3 separate regions of the Zea mays genome follow, and all the other regions are linked to region 2. A link is a contact called in public Hi-C data. All regions are on one chromosome and are shown on one strand. The core of a region is the stretch at or near the end of the contact, and the rest is flanking DNA. Distances in the headings are between cores, read along the strand shown.

What was found. Hi-C and Micro-C count contacts between places; a contact is called where the count stands out from the background.
Region 1: a contact with region 2 is called in a Hi-C map of tassel, with 2.4 times the contacts expected there. The contact joins the promoter of LOC100281256 here to the promoter of LOC100193864 in region 2. A contact is called at or near these places in 2 of 25 Hi-C or Micro-C datasets (ear and tassel) and 1 of 3 datasets of contacts at active chromatin or transcription factors (leaf).
Region 3: a contact with region 2 is called in a Hi-C map of leaf mesophyll, with 6 times the contacts expected there. The contact joins the promoter of LOC100281814 here to the promoter of LOC100193864 in region 2. A contact is called at or near these places in 4 of 25 Hi-C or Micro-C datasets (ear, leaf, leaf mesophyll and 1 more).

Annotation. Positions count from the first base shown.
Region 1 is chr2:189,884,741-189,888,893 of Zm-B73-REFERENCE-NAM-5.0, forward strand. LOC100281256 reads right to left here and starts at 2,187. Exons shown (of 1, transcript NM_001154175.2): 1 at 666-2,187. The coding sequence starts at 1,574. The coding sequence ends at 840.
Region 2 is chr2:190,142,617-190,146,680 of Zm-B73-REFERENCE-NAM-5.0, forward strand. LOC100193864 (Alpha carbonic anhydrase 4) reads left to right here and starts at 2,475. Exons shown (of 6, transcript NM_001138944.1): 1 at 2,475-2,618; 2 at 2,763-2,977; 3 at 3,057-3,163; 4 at 3,236-3,350; 5 at 3,447-3,671; 6 at 3,782-4,064. The coding sequence starts at 2,531. The coding sequence ends at 3,889.
Region 3 is chr2:190,504,289-190,508,712 of Zm-B73-REFERENCE-NAM-5.0, forward strand. It overlaps LOC100281814, which reads left to right and starts at 2,511. Exons shown (of 4, transcript NM_001349039.1): 1 at 2,511-2,727; 2 at 2,840-2,939. The coding sequence starts at 2,592. LOC100285181 reads right to left here and starts at 2,367. Exons shown (of 4, transcript NM_001158075.1): 1 at 2,120-2,367; 2 at 459-668; 3 at 294-370; 4 at 1-184. The coding sequence starts at 2,320. The coding sequence ends at 40. LOC103647474 (a long non-coding RNA gene) reads left to right here and starts at 2,947. Exons shown (of 2, transcript XR_562868.2): 1 at 2,947-4,135; 2 at 4,226-4,424. LOC100275591 reads left to right here. Exons shown (of 5, transcript NM_001365909.1): 5 at 1-131.

The sequences.
Region 1 (4,153 bases), core at 937-3,436, 260 kb before region 2:
TAGAAATTAACTCATACTTACCTAGCTAATTTCACTAGCAATTTTTTAGCCAACTAACTATTAGCTCTAGTGCATTCAAACACCCCCTAAGAATTCATGTATAACATATCGATTTCACTTGCTTGCAAGCTGCAGAAGTATCAGGCTACACTGTAAACTAGTATTAATGTCTATCAAGCATATTCAGATTCTGTCATAAACCTGGTTAAGAAACAGAAACAGAATAGAGACGGAATAATTGACACAAAGCCCATCTGATGCTTGGTGTCATCGAATAGGAAAAAAATGGATCTATTTGACATGTCTGCTGTTAAGCATGGTGCTAGTATAAACAGAAAAAACACATACCAATTATACTAGAATCAGCAGTACAATATTTGCAATCGTGAGTATAAATCTATATTCTTGCTCACAACCAGGTGCCAGTAAATTTACAGACATCCTAAGCAAACATGACAATGTTCTAGTTCTACTAACATGGGGCATGGACAACATTGTTAGCGTTCACAGAAGTCCAAAGGCACTTAACAACAACTGTATTACAAACATCAATACTTCAGCACAAACAAAGGTTTGAGTAAGCAAAACTGAATCATACCAAGCCATAACCACCAATTTGATGCCAATAAATGCAACTAGAACAACATGATATGAGAACTACAATATATAACCAACGTAAATTGCACCACGTCGGAAAACTTGATTATAAGAGCAAACAAAAATTATCTACAAACATTAGCCCACCATTTTTTTTCAACACATAACATGCTGGAAATGAAACGATAAAGAAACAAAGCAAATGCACCTGATCACTTGTTGTCTATACTGGTTATCAAACATCATGCAAGATCACTCCCCTGGCCCTTGTCTGAGAGCCGCTTGAGGAACTCATAGGTGGTGATCATGGTGGTGGCAGACAATGACATGGACGCCCACCTCGGGCCTAGGCCCCTGTAACAAGCAGCCAACCCACCTTCCTTGATCAGCCTACGCACTGTCCTCCCCACCGTAATCGGCTCACCGTCCCCATCCATGACTTGCATCCTGGTTTTGATGGTGTCCAGTGGCATGGTCACAAACGCAGATGCACCACCGGCCATCGCGGCACTCACTCCCTGAACTACCATGACAGTCTTGCAACCTGGCTGCAGCAAAGAATCCCCATCACCGAGATCAATTTCCTGGACACCAACACCATAATCGCACAAGTAGCAGCCAATTCCACTCCAAATTATCTTCTGCGACAGTGAATAAGTTGCCCACCACACAGCATTGGAGGGGGCGTAGGTTAGGATGGACATGCCGAACCCACGGTACAGGCCGCGTAGTCCGTCAGAAGCCACGGTCTTGCGGAAGGCGTCAAGGCCGCCATGGTAGCGGGAGGCAGGACAGGGGTTGCCCTGAACCATGAGGCGCTGGCTGATGACGTCGACGGGCGTCCACACGACCTGCGCGGCGACGGCGGCGGCGAGGCCCGCCACTGCGCCCGCTGCCGCCGACGCAGCGGGCTCCGCGGCGCCGAAGCTGAGCGCGGCTGGGCCGACGGCGGAGCGCGTGGCCTCGAGCGCGCCCATGTACAGCGCGCGCGCAGGGATGGTGCCGGCGAGGGAGGTGGCGAAGCCGCGGTAGAAGGCGAGGGGCCCCTCCTGGCGCAGGATGGCAGTCGCCGCCGCGACGGCGGAGGGCGGGAGCGCTGCTGACTCAGCCGCCGCGGCCGCCGCAGGGGCGACTTGGAGGCGCGTCTTGAGGACAACGGCGGGGTAGAGCGCGGCCGAGACGGCGGAGAAGAGCCCGGCGCCCACGACAAAGAAGCGCGCCTTGTCGAGCCGCTCCCAGCGGATGTCCTCCGGGAGTTGTAGACCCTGGGTGCTCTCATCCTTCTCCGCCGCCGCGTCCGGCGGCGGAGGCGCGTTCCGGCGATCTATGGCCACTCCTGTGCAGGTGTGGCGGAGAGATCAGCACGTACTGAAGAAGCTTTCTCCCACTCGTAACACAACCTATGCGTCCCCGAGCGGTGGATACATGTCCTCAGCCAAGGGCGGGGGCGGGGGCGGCGGATAGGGTTTTGGTTGGTTGGGGGTCTGGGGAACCTCGGAGGGAGGAAGCCAAGCGAAGCAAAGGCAAAATACGAACAAAGCGGTGGAACCGTGAAATTGATAGAAGAGAAGGGTGTGGAAGTGGAACGACGTCCGATGTGGCAAGCTCCCATAATCCGATTTCACCACTCGTGCATCGGGGCCACCACTGTGGTTCATGGGCAGGGTGCGATGGCACCGCTCGCCCGCCTCACGAGTAGGCCTGGCTAAAAACCCGTAACCCGAAGTCTGAACCTCTAATACTTGAACTTGAAATACCTAAAACCTGAATTTTAATTAAAAATTTTGGATAACAACTTGCAAAACCCGAATTTATTTTAGATTATTCGGGTATCACAATTGGGTACCCGAATTATCCGAACTTTCATGTGTTATGTACTCATGTTATACTTAATTATTAATTTGTACATTTATAATTATGTTAAGTGTGCATAACTTGTGATTGTAGATTGCTTGTGTTTTATATGTCCATGTATATCATTATTTAAATTGTATTTTTATACTAATTTAATAGGGTGTATATGTTTTTATGAAGCCGACACAACAATTCGGGTAATTCGGGAATACCCGAACCCGAATTTTCGGGTATTGTAAAACCCATTGTAATTTCGAGTATCGATTCTCAAAACCCAAAATTTTAAATACCCGAATTACCTGACCCGAAATTTCCGGGTAACCCGAACGCCCACCCCTACTCAGGAGCGCCGTCGTCGCTTGTCCGCTTGTCTCGGGAGCGTCGCCTTGAACATCAAATTGGTGTCTTTCAATTGGTATTTTCGTACCTTTGCCTTGAACATCAAATTGCCATACCTTTGCCTTGAACATCAAATTGTATCAATTGGTGTTTTCAATTGGTATTTTCGTACATGATCACTAGTTGTATAATCCATACTTGTGCAATTTTTATGTTGCCTCTTGTTATGATAAGAAAATGTTAGGTGACATCTAGACTCTAGGTATCAAGATTTATCTTTCAATTAGTATGACAATATTCATTTGATATCTTGGACCTATGTCACAACTATGCCAACAAGAGCTTGCAAATGAATTCTAAATCCAACACAAGTCTAGAAACCCCTTGAAAAGGTAAAACGCAAAGGTACATCACTTCATGTCACTTCTTGTCGGGGACCATAATTAGGGGTACCCCCAATACTCATAATCTCAGCTGGTAACCCCCATCAGCACAAAGCTGCAAAGGCCTGATGGGTGCGACTAAGTCAAGGCTCGGTCCACTCAAGGGACACGACCTCGCCTCGCCCGAGCCCAGCCTCGGGCAAGGGCAGCCGACCTCGGAGGATTCACGTCTCGCCCGAGGGCCCCCTCAAGCAATGGATACACCTTCGGCTCGCCCGAGGCCCAGTCTTCGCCGAGAAGCAACGTGGCCCGGATCGCCACACCGACCGACCGTATCGCAGGAGCATTTAATGCAAGGATGGCCTGACACCTTATCCTGACGCGCGCCCTTCAGTCGATAGAGCCGAAGTGACCGCAGTCACTTCGCCGCTCCACTGATCGGCCTGACAAGAAGACAGTGCCGCCTGCGCCGCTCCGACTGCTGTGCCACTCGACAGAGAGAGGCTGACAGCAGCCAAGTCCGGCTTCGGGCGCCATAGGAAGCTCCGCCTCGCCCGACCCCAGGGCTCGGACTCGGCCTAGGCCTCGGAAGACGACGAACTCCGCCTCGCCCGACCCCAGGGCTCGGACTCGGCCTCGGCCCCGGAAGACGACGAACTCCGCCTCGCCCGACCCCAGGGCTCGGACTCGGCCTCGGCCCCGGAAGACAACGAACTCCGCCTCGCCCGACCCCAGGGCTCGGACTCGGCCTCAGCCCCGGAAGACGATGAACTCCGCCTCGCCCGACCCCAGGGCTCGGACTCAGCTTCGGCCTTAGACGATGGTCTCCGCCTCGCCCGACCCAGGGCTCGGACTCGACCTCGACCTCGGAAGACAGACTCGACCTCGACCTCGGAGGAGCCTCCGCCTCGCCCGACCCAGGGCTCGGACCGACCACGTCACAGGGGGGCCATCATTATCCTACCCCTAGCTAGCTTAGG
Region 2 (4,064 bases), core at 1,225-3,724:
ACGCTGCCGGCCGTCCCGTGCAGCCGTGCAGGGAGCATCGTTACGGCTTTTGCTGTTGTTAGTACGAGTGAAGTACACTGGTTCTGGTCTCGATCTACCGCTCGATCTTCAGGTGGTGCGCCCAGATGCCGATTTGATCGCTGCTACTACCCCGGCCGATGGCCACGATCCATTGCCCCGTCTCTCTCATGCACAATGTTCTCGTGGTGAGCGGGTCCGGGTCTGTGCGCTAGTCTAGTCGCCTGCACCAGGTTGATGAGAGAACATGCATGCTCGACGAGACCGCCAATAGCACCGTCTACCAGGGGCGGCCCCTCATGTCAGGGTCTGTCCGAGGGACTGCTATTAGCAGCGAGCAAAAGAATCTTTTTCTTTCGGCCAATCCCAATCCCATCCGCAGAACCGTTCTGCCTGACCGCGCACACGGTGTCACTCAAAAGCGCGGTCCGGGTTCATTTACGCTTATCTGACCGCGACGTGTCAGTCCCTCCCTCCCTCCCCCCGTGTGCATTGCTTGCTTGCTGCTCGCCCTTTCCTACACCTCGTTGCCGATGGCAGCCCTAGCGCCCATGCCTTTCGAGTCTTTTTAAGCAATCTTTCTTTCTCCTCGCCGCTTTTGGCGCTTCTGTCTGCGGGTGAGGGAAAGAGGGAGAGGGGGCCGGCGCTTCCTTCGTTCAAAGCCGAAAGCTACTGCACAAGGTTGCGGTGGAAATGAAAAGTCAATCTCGCCTCCGTCCACCCCTGCTGGCATCGGATTTTTGGATGCAACTTCTCTGCAAGCAAAGCAATGGCGATGGACGACGCAGTGGCGGTGTATCCTCTCTCTCTCTCTCTCTCTAAAAAGCGCCGACCGGGAGCGTCCACGCCCTTCGCTCCTCACATACGAGGACAATGATTTTGGTTAAAGCAACGTTACTTACTAGTATGTGGGTGATGCTACCGCACTATTCTCTCCGTCCAAAACACAAGATTACAATCCCTATCATATTACTCGCTCCTTTCGTCCACAATCTAGTATTACGGTCTCTGTGTGTGTGTGTATTTTGAACTGAGGGAGCAGTGGCTCGCAAGATCGACTGGAATCTCGCCGAGTACAGACAAACAACCAACGTGCTCGCTCGCAGTCGCAGTTACTAGAATCGCAACCCCCCAAGCCCCTGCAACTGCAACACAGCGATATGATATGCATGGCCTCTGCAACTGCATGCGTCCGTCACTGTGGCAAAGCATCGCGAGCGTAGAGCTATAGCGAGCAGGCATGGAACAGTAGGCGCACCATCACGCAGCAGGCAGCAGCAGAGCAGTGGCCTGGCCAAGATAGATGCTGGCAGGCATCGCTGCCGCTGCTGCAACAACAAGGCGATGATGATGAGTTATGATAAGACGCGGCTCCCGACCTGACCATAGATGCGGCGCCTTCAATGGCGTGACGCCAGCCGTGCCGGGGGCCGCAAGGTGGCGCGCTGGTCGGAGGGAGTTTCTAGGTTATGGCTTATGAGCCGTGACTAGGTTCTGCGAGCGGCCCACAAGCCTGCCTTGGGCCAACACTCACCTACGGCACTGCCTCTGTGTTCTTAGGCTGTGAGCTATGAATAAGTTCGGCTTGCGGCCCACTATCCGCCTTGGCCCAACTCTCCAGTAGGAAACTAGGCTGGGCTTCACTATTATTTCTTTCCTGTGCCAGGAAAACCAACAAAAAAATATTTTAAAAACCCAAGAAACGTAAGGACTGATTTGGTGATCAGGGATTCTGAGGGGATCCATGGGGAGGAATTCTTTTGTTATTTAAAATTGAATTGTAAGGGGATTTCTTCCCATAGATTCTCTTGAGATCCCTGATCACCAAATCAGTGCTAACTGTTCGTATCCTACTGGCGTCCGATTTTTTTATTTTGATCCTTTTTTTTGAAGAAATTTCATGTTAAATTTCATTTTTTAACCATTTGTTCGGTGCTATAGACTATGGTGTCTGCTTAGCGCCGCATCCTATAGCGCTCGTTCTTTTCCTTCCGCCGCCGCTCTCTTCCCTCCGATGCCAGCATCTCGACATGCGCCGCCGCCTCCTCCTCGCCATTGTGGCTTCTGCCCTCGGCCGAGCCGTCCCCTCTGCCACTGCCTGCTCATTCATCCGCCCCGTCGCTCACATATATGAATGACATAACGAACCGAGTTCGTTCCTCCGGTCACGCATATATATATAAAAAGGGTTATGTTTGTTTGTTGTCAGCTAACCCAATATCCCTTTTGCATAAATAAAGGCACAAAATCTCTTGGAATTAATTAATTCGTTCACTTGTCGCATATGCCACAATAACGAAGATGGCCTACAGCGTACACAACATATATAGTTAGTAGCCCAAAAATACTCCATAGGCGATGTGAGGCCAAGGCCATTCATCCCTCTCCTATTTTGAAGGCGGCCCTCCCGTACGTAAGCGCACACGGACACGGCCTCTGGCTCTGGCTCTGGCTCTGCACACCGCCGGCGCCCGCCCGCTATTTGTGTCCACGGCGACGATCTGCAGCGGCGATGGCTCGGCGACGGGACGACGTAGCGCTGGCCGCCATCACCTTTGCGATCGTCGCCTTGTGCGCGCGGTATGCGTCGGCAGTGGGCAGTAAGTCCTGGAGCACCAAATTGTCCATTAAATTGTCCTGAAACTCAAATCGATGTCTCTCTATCTCTGTCCCGTTTCATCTTGGCCATCATAAGATAAATCTGACCATATGCTAGCTCTCGGTTACGTTTGATTATCGTGCAGCCACACCCCAGTCATCCTTCAGCTACAGGGAGGGTGACCCGACCGGGCCTACAAAATGGGCCACATTGCAGAAGGACTGGGATGTCTGTGACAGCGGCACCGAGCAGTCCCCGATCGACGTCGCCAAGGTGGAGGTCTCTGAGGATTTAGACCCGCTGCAGCAGACCTACGAGCCTGGCGACGCCGTCATGCACAACAGACTCCACGATTTCATGGTCAGATCAGATGAGCCCCCACCCCCCCATATAATCCCGTTGTGAACATTTGTCCAATTTGTTGTCTTCTTGGGTGTAGCTGAACTGGACAGGAGGGAACGGCGGCCTGACAATCGAAGGGAAGAAGTACAAGCTGAAGCAGGTGCACTGGCACGTTCCCTCTGAGCACACCGTCAACGGCACCCGGTGAGGATTGGTTTCACTCACTGCCCCCATTACATTCATCAATCTTTCTCACCTGCTTGTTGGGGTGTGAAGCTTTGACGCGGAGATGCACATGGTCCACGAGGACTCCACCGACGCCAAGTCGAAAGCCGTCGTCGCGGTGCTGTTCAGCGCCAAAGCAGGCAAGTCCAGCAAGCTGCTCCGCGATGTACGTACGTACGTTGCCTGCAAATTAAGAAGATGACGACGATGACCTCGCTATATAGACGCTAGCTGGATGCTACTAATTAACACCACAACGCAGCTCAAGCCCTACTTCGAGAGGCTCGCTGGTAAACAGAACGGCACGGAGGAAGTGAAGGGCCCCGTCGTCGATCCGGCAGCCTGGATAGACAAGGCCTCTGGATACTACGGGTACGAGGGCTCGCTTACAACCCCACCCTGCACTCAAGGAGTGCTTTGGACTATCATGAGCAAGGTAGCAGATGCATCCAAGGAGGAGATCCACTCCATCGAGTCGGTGAAGGAGGTACGTAGCTAGCTAGGTCACCGACAGAACGCTGAGCAAAGCAGAGTGATCCTAAACCCCTTGTCGTCTCTCCTTATTGTTTATTTCTCATTTTACGTACGTCGGTGGAGGCAAATGCACGGCCGGCTCAGAAAATCAACAGCCGCGTTGTTCGCTACTACAAAGCAGCAGGAGCCACAGAAGCGCCGGCGCCGGCGCCGGCGCCAGAAGCAACCTGATCGAGGAGAACGTGAGCCTTGAAGACGTACCACGATGCTTCTTTGTTCGGCTTCCTATATATACTCGAAAGCTCGTGTGCTGAGTATTGACAGTTTCTTTGGTGAAACAGGTTAGAACAGTAGCTCACCCTCCCGAGAGTATGGGTTGAAAATCTTTGGCGAATTGATGTCTCGA
Region 3 (4,424 bases), core at 1,261-3,760, 360 kb after region 2:
GATAAGCTTATTGCAGAGCACTATATTTCAGACATCAGGTCAGATGAGCTTCATCTTTCGGAAGTACTGTTGTAGATGCCACAGCTGTAAAACAGAGACTGCAATGCAAACAACAAGAGACAGCATGCTCAGCCACGTGACCCTAGAATTCGTCTGCTCACTGACGTCCCTCATGTTAGCTTCTCTGCACCGAGAACAACTTCGTTAAATAGATTGCTATTGTACCCTGGATATCAGCCAGGTACGTGGATAATCACAACATGAAGCTAGAAAAAACAAATGGATGCACAGACTTGGATTTTAGTAGCAGCAGGTTGTCATGGATTGATTGGACAGCAACTTCGAGCTTGAGCAACTCCAGTTCAACTCCCTGATTATAAAACTCCATGTCATATGGAAGGGGAGTAAAACAAGACAACAGCTGGCAGTATAACGCCTCATTTTTTAATATACTTCACCTCGATCTTTTCCTTTTTGGCAACAGAATCCCAGTCTCTACTAGCCAGCCCAATTTTCCAGTCAAGGTTTAGCTTCACCACTAACCCTCTGTCCTCACCATCAATTGAGAAGCAGGCAAGGTAGTTCCCTGCTTCTGCTGTGGTAAATGCAAATTGCCCCATCGAAACCTTCTCTTTCTTATGAACAATGTCTCCAAAAGGGGACGTAACCTGAAATAATGACCCCCCAAAGAAATGTAAGCATGTTAGACAACTCCCGGTCAATGTCCAGTTCCTCTCCCAGCAAAGTTACCAGTATGTTCTCTATGAAGTGAATTGCAATAGATTTATCCACTACCACTACCATGCGCAAATAAGTCAAAGGCTTTTGAGGGTAAAATGTTGCAATATGGAGGTGGATTCCATGTCTCCTGTGTTTCATAATCACAACTCTATCCAACAAAATGGCGCCCATTTGTAGTTCCCTCTAATCGAAGGTCGAGTTTATGGCCCACATGCAAGATAAGCAAGGTGTTGGACAGCATCTTCCAGTTTCATTATTGAAGAACTAACAATGTAACCGTGATCCATTTGATGTACATGTACCACAAACAATAGTGCAGAAAAAATGGAGAAGGCCTAGGACAGGACGAAAGGAATCAACAACTTGCCGTATTCAGGACCAATTTGACTGAACCTAAAACTAATGGGGAGCCGCAACAGCAATAAAATCACAATGATTTTTTTCTTTCCCAAACAATAACGAGAGTTATGTATCTTTTATAACGGGAAAAACTGTTTTTAATTTTTATCATGCATCTGAGCTAGCAGAATAGTTTTCAAATAGTGTTTTTAGTACACCCACAGACTGCGTGACCACAATGAAAAGAGGCATATGTGATATCTCCCAATGGCTAATCACATGTCCGATGTGCTCAAGTTGACAATTGTCATCGATTGTTAGCTAATAGTACCTAATACCATAACTCCATGACGTCAAAGAAATAACAGCTACTGCACATAATGCACTTCCTTCCATAATACTCCCTCCGACCTTTTTTATTTATCGCGGTTTAGTTTAAAAATAAACTAGCGAATGATAAATATTTGAGAACAGTTACTACACATAATGCACTCCCATTCCAATCCTAGTCTACACAAAAGCATAGAAAATAGAGGAGTACCAACCGATCCACAAAAATTACAATGTATATAACAGTACATTTTTTGTCTATCACCTCCCATGCTGTACTGCTTCGATCAATCCCGATCTGGTGGATGCAAATGGATACCCCAACTGGTGTTTTCTAGGTCGGCTAATTAATTAATTACGGTGTCAACTACTATTTTAGTTCAATTTATCCCCCTTAAACTAATTACGTCGTAACGCCGTTTTAGTCTGATATTGCATTTGTAGAGGATATATCCCGTGCAATCACTTATTTTGGTGCAAGCGTGCAATCAAATTATCCAGAGCATCCAATCTAGATCCAACGGTTTCATATGGAAGGGGTTAAAAGTAAAATAGGTACTATGTTTTAGGTGGAATGGGTTAAATATAAAATAACAGTCATCATTAGATCTAGATCGGATGCACCAGATCGCTTGATTGCACGCTTGCACCAGGATAAGTGATTGCACATGATATGTCCTCGCATTTGTAGGTCCAAACGATTGGTTACCTTGACGGAGATGGTAGGCTGGGCGTGGTGGTGATCATAGAGGACGGAGTAGTCGCCGATGACAACAACGTTGGATTGGATCTCCTCCGACACACACTTAGTCCCTGACGGCGCAATCTCCAGCCATACCGCCCCGGCCCCCGCCGCCATCCACCACACGGCCGCCGCCGCCACCGCGGCCCACGCGCCACCTCGCGCCATCGTCTCTTCCTGCCGCACCACCACAACGAACAGCCCCAAGCGCCACTACGTCCATCTCAACGCGATTCGATAGGCCCATAAACATGCGTGGCGCAACAGGCTCAAAGAAAATACCAAGTTGGGCTTTATTGGACGGAGATTGTTTGGCCCAGTGACTCTACCCACCTCCAGTTTCCACTTAGAAAAGAATAATTTCTCCCGAAAAAGGGTGAAGAGCAGAACGACGAGGAGATTGCTTGGTGGGAGGAGTTGGTGAGGAGAGGTCGCGACCATGGAGAACCTTGCTCTGCTTTGGGGCATCATCGGCCCGGGCGTGTCCGGCGCCATCTTCGGGGCCGGATGGTGGTTCTGGGTGGACGCGGTCGTTTGCAGCGCGGTCCAGGTCTCCTTCCTCCACTACCTTCCAGGTGAGACCGGGAGCCCTAAGATTCGAGGAGTAGCCTCCATTTTTCGCTTGAGAGCTTTGGGGTTCGATTGATGGGTGCGATTCCGTTGGGCATGGGCATGGGCATTTTGCAGGGATCTTCGCTTCGCTGGCGGCGCTCATGTTCAATTGCGTGAACAAGGATGAGATCGGATACGACTATTACTCACCCTACGGGGACGATTCAGAGTGGAGGTGAGGATACTGCTTGATTTGTTAAAGACTGATGGGATTGGTGGATGAATTTAGGGTTTTTGAAATCCAAATGATTGAGTCGATCCCGGTTTTTGATATTATCTGTACGATTGAAGATAAGCATAATTTTAGGAAATCACGCGAATTTGCATGCGACGTAAAAAACTTATGTTACAATGATGCCAGACTTTCGATTCGGGTTAATCTCCATTTCCCTAAGCAGGCTCTGGACTTATAATTGTTGTGAATAGTAAACTAAGGGGGTGTTTTAGACTGCCCCAGGTTCCAGCTCCAGCTGGAGCTATAGTTTATAATATAAATTTGCATAGCTTAAAAAGTATTTTTAATTTAAATAATAAACAAAACGATTTATCTAAATGACTAAATGTTATCTAAAGGTTCACAACTCCAGTTCCGCAGTTTTCTGGAGCATCTAATGACCTGCTCTACCAACTCTATCAAATTTTCTAGAGCTGCAGCAGTCCCAAACACCCGCAGTTATAAATTGTCCATGATCATGGATCATGATGCTTTTATCCTCCTTTATGTTTATTAAGGTAACTAGAACATTAGGCGCCCATTCGGGCGCCCTACAGTTGTTTAAGACAGAAGCTAATGTCGACGAACCAACATAGTTTTGTGCAACTATATTAATTAGATGGTAATAGTAAGATTTAAATAAACACATCAGGGCACCAGATTTAGGCGAAAAGTCATTAGAAATTAATGTTAATATAAGTTGTGTAAGGATGACAAGTAACAAAGAGCATCTTTGGAATAAAACTAAAGGCTCAATATCTTTACCATCATTCCATTATCTAAAAAAAATCTTTACCATCATTTCTAAGACTGTAGCAGCACCACTCACTGCCCTCCCCAACAGAGCAGAAAGAAATCCAATTCATTGGCCTATTGAAAATTCTAAATTCTATCACTGTGTGAAAGAAACCTATCTTCATAGGTAGTTACAGAGAGCAGACTGAAAACTCTTGCGTTCAAAGAGTGATAAAAAGCAAGTAACAATGCTAGTTAGGATCCAAACTGTTAAAACATGTTATGATGTAACTGATAAAATTTAATTCAAGTAATCATTCATCAATCAGGCTTTTCTGAATCACTAATAGTGTATTTTATAGAGTCAGATTTTACAGAGTCACTTGTACTTGTTTCCTTGTTAGGAGGCGAACATCTTACAGGTTCGAACCAATCACATGTTAGTTTATTCTTCAATGCATTCACAAGGTAGTTAATGTAGTTTTTAAATAATATTCCTTTTTTACGAGTAGGTAAAATCTGATGTGCCACAAATGAGGACAAGGTAGGACTTCTTCACTTTTGAACCATCAGAAGAAAGGCATGCTCACAAGCATAGACATCGAATCTATAGGATTGTTCAAACTCCATTGTTACATGGTAACTGAATATGAGGCCAGTCAACCAATCCACCAGCAAAACCAGCACGCATGGCAAAGGTCACAATCATTT